2 separate regions of the Oryctolagus cuniculus genome follow, and region 2 is linked to region 1. Evidence: chromatin contacts called from public Hi-C data. All regions are on one chromosome and are shown on one strand. Each heading gives the region's core, a stretch centred on a gene start, on an enhancer-like site or on the middle of the called end of the contact. The rest is flanking DNA. Distances are from core to core; before and after follow the strand shown. Region 1 has its middle 420 kb from the start of MYC. Region 2 has its middle 220 kb from the start of GSDMC.

Region 1 (5,668 bases), core at 1,683-4,182:
CAGCCTGTTGCCAGGCAGTTTCCAAAGCCATCCAATCACAGCCTATTGCCAGGCAGGCTCTGTTGCCAGGTGGTATTCAAAGCCATCCAATCACAGCCTGTTGCCAGGCAGGCTCTGTTGCCAGGTGGATTTCAAAGCCATTCCTGAGTAACTGACGCTCACTTGCCAGTGGCCACCTTGGCATGGCCTTCTCATTCCACCACAGAGTTCTTTTTTTAATGAAATATTGTATGAAAATCTAACATGAGAAGCAAATAAACATGGGATTACATTAGCTGGAAGAAGGGGGCATTCCTGAGTTCTTCCTGTTCAACTTTTCCCATTCCAATCTCCTCTAAAGTATCTGAGATCTTCCCAGATGCCATAGAATAAAACTAAAAAAACACAAGATGAAGCTAACATTTTTAAAACTTTGGCAAACATAACCCAAAACAAGAAGTGTATTTTACATTGTGACACAGAGCACACATACTTCAGATAACTGAAACAACTATTTCTCCACATTATTTCATCTCCAGTACAATTCCCTCTGATATTTTCCATTCTATTTACTTCATTTTTCAAATGTTGGTCATGAACTACTAAATTGAGTTTATAACCAACTAAACAAATCCAAATCATGCCCCATAGTTAGAAAGCATCAGATATGAAGACCCACTGGAGAAGTCTTCTAACTTTTTCAACTTTTCAACTCTATTGGTCTATGATTCTATTGTTTCTGTATCCTCAATTTCCACTGCTTATTCTCAGATTTGAGGAGACAGTAGTGATGGACACTATCTAAAAGAGTGTAAGTGACTTGAGGACACTAATAAAATCAACAGATCAGACTTTAAGGAGACTCCACTCTGGAATCAGATTATCTGTTTAAATCTCAGTTGAGCCAACTGTAGCCTGGATTACAATGGGGACAGATTAATTATTCTGGTTGCATGTTGATATTCACCTCTTCCAAAATTGACATCTAATAATTGGTATCTACCCTACGGGATCATCAATAGCATTAAACATGATAATGTATCATGAACTTAGCATAATAACAGGAACAGAGGAAGTACTCAAATATCCCTAATATTGACAGGAGAGTGGATGGCTGGGTTTTTTCCAAAGGAGTAAGCTCAGTTACTAAAACCAAAGATGTATAAACCTCTGTTCCCCAACTCCTTACTCTCTTTTAATAGTCAGGGATTGTTAATGGGTTCAAATTCTTGCTCTGCCACTTAACAGTTGTGTGGTCTTAGATGACTCACTTACACTTTCTGAGCCTCAGTATCCTCCACTTTGTAATGGGCACAACAAAAACTTATCATCTGATAGGGTAAATAAATGATTAGATAATTAATGCAAAACACCTGACACAGTACCTGCTTTATGGTGAGTGCTCAATACAAAGGGGAGAATCAGAGACAGAAATACCCTAACAATAGCTAACCACTGCCCTTCCTCAAGAAAGACAAATTTCTTCGAAAAGACACTGCTCATATTTTTTGAATTATTGAAGAATAATAATTTGTTTAAGAAACAGCCAATTACAATAAAGTCATACTAGTTAACTCGGCTGTGACCTATTGTTCTAAAATGCAAAGCCCTAGTAAGAAGCTCCAGTAATATGAAGTCATAAAATTCAACACTGTTTTGTGGATGTGCATGTATGTGCAAGTATACATGTGTTACAACTGTTTGGTTCAGCAAAACAATGCTTTTTGTGTGCCATGCAACATGCTGAGGTCACAGGATAATCAAGACAAGTTCCCGCCACCAAGAAATCGATCTGCAATCAACCCCAGCAAGAATCTGTTTTGTATCTCAATGTCTATTTCTCTCAACTTCTCTCATTTTTAATTGAGTATTTTCTATGCAGTGGACACTATGCCACATGTTTTATACATATAACTTCACCTAGTCCTCATGGCAAGCTTTGTTAGTTCTATTTCATAGTTGATACCTGATATCATAAAACTGCTCAGAGGCAGAGCAAGAATGTGGACTCAGATATCCTTACCAACACCTACATCCTCTGCAACCTCCCAATTCTATTCCCATGGATAAACAAATGTAGATATAAAGATCACCAGATATAAAATGTCAGCTACATGTGCCATCATAACAACACAGGGTAGGAGTTACAAAATGGGCTTCAGACATGCCAGATCTGAGTTTGAATTCTTGCTCTACCTTTTAATAGTAACTGTGAAATTTAAGAGATAGAGACAGAATTGAATGAAATCACTCTATTATAGGAAGTTTGGGTAAATGCAAATACACACATCATAGACTCAATGCTCAAAGGTGCCTTAGATGACATCTAATTTAATCTCCCTTGCAGCAGAAAAAAAGTCAACCTTGGGTGGAAAGGAGAGTCCCCAAGGTTGCCTTCCTGTGGTCATCAGCAGCCAGGGGTCTCAGACCCCCAACTCTGCACTCTTTCTAGCACTCCATCCCAGAACACAGAACACCTCTCTCTACAAATATGCCCAAGGTTTCATGTGGTTACTCGTGATGTCAAAGAAAATGGCCACCCCAGCTAAGACAGATTCTTGCCAAGTAAGAAAGTTCTCATCCTGAGATTTTCCTCTATCTGCTCATTTGTGGAGGTCAAAAGAAGGGCAGAAGAATGCTCTCATGGCTGGGCTCCTGGCCTCTACACCCAAGAATGCAGTGGAGGTTTAAATAAATCAGACTGCAGGCAAGAATTCAGACAGGCTCTCCCACATGTTCTTGGTTGCTTTTTTTTTTTTTTTTCCTTTTTCCTAGTGAATATCATCAGCTGTCTTGTTGCTAAGAGACCAGAGTGGGTGGGAAAGGCCAATAGTCATTATTTTTCAAACTTATCTGCAAAACCAGTTTTGCCTGTGCTCCCCCCCAGGGGTTCGGCTTCCTTAAGAACAGGATATTACAACGAGGCAGATGGAGAGAGTGAGACTACACTTTTTCGAGAAATGAACTGAGCTTTTCCTGGACGTTCAGTGTCATCCAGCAGAATCCTGGGAGCTGCCAATTACAGGTCTGATGCAATGTTTGGGAAAGAACTGCAGAGTACACATGACTCAACAAAATATTCTGATTTGCATTCCTATCTCTTGGGAAGCTGCACTTATCGGCACCAACAAGTGTTATGTGGTCAGCAAGAATGCCGGGCTAAGTTTGTCATCGGAGAATTAAAACGGAATAAAAAACCGAGAAGGGGTTGTAGGGAGGTGAATGTTTGAGTCACTATCAGCCCGGGACTTTCCTTTTCGGTAGCATTCCAATCGGACAGACCTGAACCTGGCAGAGCCGTCCCATTGCTCAATGTCAGAAACATTCGCCTGGAATGTGGAACATATGAACTTGGACACCCCCCGTGCAGCTTCCCTGTGTGGCCCAATGTGCTGCACCCACCAACAACATACCCAGATGAAAGAACAGCCTCTGACCCAGAGCTGGGCTTGGTTGGGAGGTGGCACATTTCACACAAAGGAAGTCAGGGACACAAAAGGTGAGACACAAAACAGCAGCGTTCTTCCTCCAAGGTCTTTATATAGGCACTAATGAGACACGTAGAGCTGGAACATAGGTCCTTGGGAAGTGGTCCGTGTGGTTTTTTTTCTCTTAAAAGAAAGCAAGAATGTGAATTAACACTTCCTCTTTCTGTGTTTGTACTTGGCAGTCTGAGACAGGAAAAACAAATAAACAAAACAAACTCTGCTTCAATTGCTTATTTCCCAAAAACTTTAAGAGCTGATATTTATGGACATCAAATTCTCCATCAGCCTCTGTTCAAAGAACACCAGAACCCCCTCAGACAGCCAGGGTCGCAGTCCTTGTCATACTAGAATGAATGAGAACATAACTCAGAACACCAAGAAGCCCAGTGTGTTCCAGAGCTTGGAGTCCCAGCCAGTCAAGAACTGATCATTGGCAGAGCATGCTAGATAATCATATACCCACCCCATCCCCTCCCCGCAACCTCCAAAACCCATACAGCAGAAAGGAAGGCATCCAAATGAGGCGCTATCAACACCAGGTAATAATGGAGTCAAGTTCAGTGTCTCTCCCCCTCTTCATGGAGGAATGACACTGGACCCTGCCTAGGCTTCATATCCGAGTCACGGCACCATTATGTCGCTCCCCGTCTTCGTGGAGGAACGATACAGGACCCTGCGCTGTTCTTTCGTCTGCTCGGCCCTCCCCGGGTTTGCTGCTGGTTCTTCCCGGGTTGGCTACCGTCCCTTCCACCTCCGTGGAAGGGCGGTTCCCCCTGGCCACTTTCCCCACTTCCGCGGGGGAGTGGCATACCGCCGGCCGGCTCTCTCGGGGGCTGCACAGGTGTTCCTTCAGATAGATGTTCCCCTTTGATGTTCCTGGTGCATGTTGTCTCTCTCCTCCTTTATAGTCCTCTTCCACCAATCCCAACTCGGCTGCCCACACGCCGAGTACGCTGCTCTCCTCCAATCAGGAGCAGGTCCTACAGTTTATTGGTTGAACTGGAGGCAGCTGTGTAGAAGCTATTTCCTCCTCTCCCAGCGCCATATTGTGGGAGAGCAGATGCATAGAATAAGTCTTAATTCCAGTAACTTAGTCTAGTCCGAGTTGCTCCCTGTTGCTCCCCACAGTTCAGGGTGCTAGCTATAAGGGTCCTGGATATCCAGATCTGACAAAATGAAAACAAACAGATCAAATGTATACTGCAAAGAGGCAGATGGTAAGAAATTGATAGCTGGGGCTGGCGCTGTGGCACAGCAGGTTAACGCCCTGGCCTGAAGCGCTGGCAAGCCATATGGGTACCAGTTCAAGACCTGGCTGCTCCACTTCCGATCCAGTTCTCTGCAATGGCCCAAGAAAGCAGTAGAAAATGGCCCAAGTCCTTAAGCCCCTGCACCAGTGTGGGAGACCCGGAAGAAGCTCCTGGCTCCTGGCTTCGGATCGCCGCAGCTCCGACCGTTGCGATCAATTGGGGAGTGAACCATCAGATGGAAGACCTCTCTCTCTCTCTCTCTCTGCCTCTCCTCTCTCCATGTAATTGACTTTCAAATAAATAAATAAATCTTAAAAAAATAACTTGATAACCTTGTCCTATTTAACTTTTATGAAGTATACACAATACCTTTTCATATTTGCCAGTTGGTATAATAGAACAATGAAAATAGCCTTGCCAGGCCCTTGTTACATAGACGGTGAAAACTCACTGCTGAAACAGTGACGGTTTCTCAGGCCGGTTGTCACAGAGGCTGCAATCTTCTACACAGGACAGCAATTAGCAGAAAGAATACCAAGCCACTGCCGCCCTTAATCCCTAATTGACCATCTGGGTTTGTGGTTTTGTCTGCCAAAAAGGCATATAGAGTACTAAGTGAGAGGGCTGCTCCATGACGGTGCTAGGGTGAGGCCAAGTGTGTCTTTCTGGTGGTCTGACAGGTGCACTGGAACCCAGGCAGTCAAGATGTGTAATGGAAGACAGCATGTTCAGAATTGAACTGGTTGCTGGTTAGGCTCTGGAGATGGGGTAGAGGTGGCAGTGCGTAGGATCAGAGGATAGGAGAACAGTATCAGCGGCTTCAGGGCAGACTCTGTGAAGGTCTCATTGTGTGACACAGCACCTTATTTGTGGAGGCACCAGAATGCACTGACATATTTACCCTTCATAGTTGGATGAAACTCATCATGCAACCTCAAGCAAGGCATTTCT
Region 2 (4,967 bases), core at 1,554-4,053, 1.4 Mb before region 1:
GGTATCAGTATTCTTGGATGATAGACCCAGAGGTGTGGGGCTCTAGTCTAAAGTCAGAGAGACCAAAGGTCATGAAAGAAATACAGAAACTGGGAAGCTCTTACAGGGGAAAAAAAAGCATTGTCTCCAGCATCAGTTGGTTGTGTACCACATGCATGGCTTTGTGCACACACACACATTGTACGATCACTTACATAACAGATTTATTTACCACTCTCATCTACACAGCTACCATAATTTGGAAAACAACCTCATTGCCATTCATGGATAATCACATATAAAAGCAAGCAAAGTAGAGTAAACCACAAGTATAGTTCAGACACAGTATTCTGAAAAACACTAGTAAAGGGCAGAAAAGTAGAATTTGGAGGAGATGGACCTGGATTAATATCCAAATTCTGTTGCTCATTGTGTGGATTCTTCTGGGCAAGTGACCTTGTCTCTCCCAATATCTTTTCCCTTATATGCAACTGGAGTCAATGGCACCTACTGTGCGCTGTCTTTAAGCTAAGTAAGAGAGACCATTCTGAGAGAATGCCTAGCTCAGTGCTGGGTACACAGTAGCTGCTCATAAAGTCATAATTTTAAATTTTTAAAACATTTTTACACTGACTGGATTTTTCTGTTAAAAACTTATGGCTGGAGGTATGAGCAATGCACTTGGGGAGCTAACATTTCAGGGGTTGGGGAATGATGTCACGTTCAAAGTGTGATGACTTGAATAGTGAGTCAAAGTGTTTCAGGCACATGGGATGGGAAAGGCACGACACAGTTGGAAGATATGGTTCTTTATCTAAAATTAGCTTCATATAAAATCGAGTTGAAAAGTAAATGGTTATTCAGTATTTTATATTTAAGTGCTTAGGACTTGAGTATACTCTGGCCAGTTCCTGTTCACTTGTGGCACAGTATGTAGACTTAACTCCCCTTGCTCCCACTTCTGGCTTCACCTAGGCAGCTATTTCCAGCCTTCAAAGTTGGATGTCAGGTTTGTTTGGACTTCAACAAAGATGAGTTGGGTCTTTCTATTTTCATGACGTTGATCAATGCTGCTGGTGTTAGGCTTGCTCCTTTCTGAGAACTCTTAAGCATATTATGGTTATTTATATACATGTGTGTCTCCTGTTCCAGGCAGCCTCCAGCACTGTATCTGACGGATTGTTCATGTTTTATACCTCATGAATGACTTGCAGTGTTATCACTGGAATGGAAGCATGTCACTTTAAGATTTTTGCTGATCTTCAATAACCAAGTCTCATGCATTACAAATTAAAGTCTTTATGGGCATGGTTTGTCAGTAATATTTGAAACTAGGGATAAACTAATGGGATCATTTTGAATCTTCCATTTCTTTATTACAAGATTCAACCTGAATGTACTTTGTGTAGACAAAAAAGATCTAGAGGTGAAAGAGAATTTTTCATTGACCTTAAGAAGGTGAGGATCTTGTGGTGTATATAGGTAAGTACAATCTGTAACAAAAATGGAAGCAAAAGTTGAAAAACTACAGCAACAGAAACAGTGAGCAGTCCATTAAGGAAAGTGTGCATAGGAATGGTGTGGGCACAAACAAATGGAAAGTTTATCACAAATTCATTTTCAATTTGCATTTAATCCTGATGTTTATTTGGAGGATCTACCTTTTCCTTTTCATGCAGTCATCAGAATATAACACACAGTTTTCTGCATAATGGCTTGCAAGCTCCAGGAGGGCAGTAGTTTGGCACTGTATCATCAGTACTTTGCTTAGCAGAGTCCTTGGCACATAGTAGGTGCGGAATGCACACTTGTAATAATAAGCTGTGATACAGGTCTGTAAAGGGAAGATTGGTGCAATGCCTGGTATCCTGGAGTGCATTCTTGCTTATGGGAAAGGTATTTCCTTTCCAGTTTAAGTGTCTTGAACTTTAAGTCTCCGCGTTGGCACTTTTCAAAAGCTAAGGGATTCTTAGACCATAAGCACAATTCCAAATGTACAACCATTCCCGGCAACTGAAGGAGCACCCGTGAAAGTCAAAGGGGCTTTCTCCAAATGGACCAGATTTATAGCGTGAGAAGAGCTATATGAATCTAGGCCAGAGGCCAAGGGTTCTCATTTATTCCATCGTTGGCAGGTGAGGTCCTCAACAAGTTGTAAAAAGTACTGACTTCTACAAGCCTGCTCTTGAAAAATTCTGTGTATCCCCCTCTCTGTCACTCTGCTCTGGTGTCGGACTGCTTTAGGCATAAGTCAGTTCCTTGGTTCCAGAGGCAACAGGGGGCATTATAAGAATGGCTCTGCCATCTAGCACTGCTACTTTCTTGCTGTGTGGCCCTGGTTGGCTCACTTTTCCTCTTTTGGCTGCAGAATGAGGGGGAGGGGCCCTCTGATGACGACTCAGTTTAAGTGTCCAGGAAATTGGAGCCCAATCCCCGAGTGCAAGGCTTGGCTCAGCTACTTTTTACTGGCTGTGATTTATCAGTGGACAAATTCACTCTGTACTGTTACAGGAAGGACTCTTCCTCCTTCCAGAGACTTGGCCTCATTGTCCAGATTGCGAGCTCCTGGCTATGTTGCAAGCTCGTTGAGGACAGAGGTTGCCTTGGACCCTGTTCCTGCAGGGCCTGGTTCATAGCAGATCCTCATCAAATGTTTGTCAGTGAAGGAATGAAGCTTTATCCTTGCAGGGTGCTTAGTGTGTTGTGGCTGAAGTCCCTGTGGGTGCCTGCCTATTCACTGGGGTCCTCTAGATGGCAGAATCAGCTCAATTTTGGACAAGAGTCAGTGCCTCTGGCCTGGGCCATGCTCCTGGGTGGAGTAGTTGATTGGAAATCCAGTTTCATCTAGCACACAGGGAATCCTCAGAATAGCAAGGCCCTGGAAATGCCAGCCAGCCAGAATGAATCTTTTCTTTTCCAAGGAGTTGATGGGTGTAGATTTGTCATCGCCCATCGCCTGCCTTCTGAGCTGGGAAAATAGAAATAGAAATGCTGGCCCTAAAAGAGATGGGGAAGGTGGAGAAAAGAAGGAGCTAATCCTTCTTACCACACATTATTGTGTGGCCTCACATAGATTTTTCTCATATAATTCTCATAACAACAGCCTAGGATAAGCTGTGTTTTTATTTCTGTTATGTAAATGGCATTAATGCATCTGATAAAGTCAAGCAACTATTTTGGCAGAGATGAATTACCAAGTAATGATCATGTGACTTCACTGTCAGTTTTACCCCTGATCACCATTTTACATGGACAGAGGAAAGGTAAAAAAATCAAGGGTGTTGGTTAAGACTCTGATTAAAACCCCTGGGTCTTACACTGGAGTGTCTGGATTCTATTTATGGCTGATTTCTGACCTCAGCTTCCTGTTAATGCGGACCCTGGGAAACAGCAAGTGATTGTTCAAATAACTGGGTCCCTGCCAACCACATGGGAGACCTGGGTTGAATTCCTGGCTCATGGCTTCTGCCCAGCTGGATCATTGCAAGCAATTGGAGAGTGAAACAACTGATGGGAACTCTCTCTCTCAAATAAATGAATAAATAAAATTTAAACAAAAATCAAGGGAGAGGGAAATAGAAGTTTTATAGTCCCAATTAATTATTTGGATGTGTGATAAGTTGGTAAGAGTTGTCAACCCTACACAGTAAGGTCTGCTTAGCCTGAACAAATGACCTCAAAGTATTGGCAAGATGGAGTTTTATGTGGCAGTGAAATTTTGTTGCAGCTTCCCGGGGGTCCATTCTACAGAACACAGTTGACTACAGAATATGGATGCCTTCTGGCATGGGAAACTCTTGTCTGAAATGGGCTCATTTTCTCTAAAACAGATTTCCAGTTTTTTCTCTTGCATATATTTTAGAGCTGGCTGGCAATTTTGGGAGAAAGTTGGCTGGGAAAATTCATCATGCTTTTATTTAACAGATATTTATTGAGCTCCCATTGTGGTTTGGACCCTGTTCTGTCAAGCATAATCCATGCAAAGTTGAAGCATATGGAAGCCCTTTTTTAATAAAAGGAGAAATTGATACATATGCAGAAATAATTAGAATTTAAGATAGAAAATGCCAAGAAACTTGAACAAATTTCTGAATTTTGAGGTAAAAGAAATTATGTATTTTCAAATAAGGGGCTCTGGGAAAGCTTCATGGAGGAGGTGATATTTGAGCTGGACCTTGGCCTTCTAGATTACATGGAATAAGGATATTCAGTGTTCAATCAAGGAAGACAGGAAGAAGGGGGTAGGGACATAATGAAAGCCAATAAAGGCTGAAAAGCTAATGTTTGATGAGGAACAATGAGTCTTAGAGTTCACCAGGGTGTAGGAGAAAAAGAGAGCTGAAGTCAGGGAAGTGAGACTGACTTCACATTGGTGGGTCTTTCTATGCCACATTCCCCTCTTAGCATCATTACATTTCTCATTGTCCTTTTGCTTTTTTGCTTTATACATTTGATACATTTGTTATTAGGTGCATGAAAATTCAGAATTGCTATATCTGGTAAACTGATCCTTATATCATGAAATATGCATCTTTTAAAAATATTTATTTATTTGAAAAGCAGAGAGAGAGAGCACGCGTGAATGAGCTAGTTCTTATACCTGCTGGTTCATTCTTCATATGGCTGTGAAGGCTGGGGCTGGGCCAGATTGAAGCCAGGAGCTAGGAACTCCAACCAGGTCTCCCACATGGGTGTCACCGGCCTGAGTACTTGGACTACTTTGCACTGCTTCCCCAGGTGCACTAACAGGGAGCTGGATAGAAAGGAGTAGCTGCGACTTGAGCTAGCACTCCAGTATGGGATACTTGCATTGCAAATGGCTGGCACTGAAATATACTTCTTCAAATAATGCTTCCAATCTTAAAGTCTATGTTGGTTGATATTTGGTATAAACCAGATTCCTGTTGTTGAGTTTTTGCTTAGCTCATCTTTTAAAATCCTTTGATTTTAAACTTTTCAGCATTCTTATGTTTAAGGACAGGTAAGTA

The links. A called contact is a pair of places that touch in the nucleus more often than the background predicts.
Region 2: a Hi-C map of embryonic fibroblasts shows a contact between it and region 1, with 4 times the contacts expected there. The contact joins two enhancer-like sites. A contact is called at or near these places in 2 of 6 Hi-C or Micro-C datasets (embryonic fibroblasts and skin fibroblasts).

What each region holds. Positions count from the first base shown.
Region 1 is chr6:153,863,770-153,869,437 of mOryCun1.1, reverse strand. No RefSeq gene overlaps it. Among named protein-coding and RNA genes, the nearest start is that of MYC, 420 kb to the right of the region's middle. Within about 2 kb of position 2,932, at least 3 of the 8 cell types and tissues checked have an H3K27ac peak or open chromatin away from gene starts, as enhancers often do.
Region 2 is chr6:155,290,662-155,295,628 of mOryCun1.1, reverse strand. No RefSeq gene overlaps it. Among named protein-coding and RNA genes, the nearest start is that of GSDMC, 220 kb to the left of the region's middle. Within about 2 kb of position 2,803, at least 1 of the 8 cell types and tissues checked has an H3K27ac peak or open chromatin away from gene starts, as enhancers often do.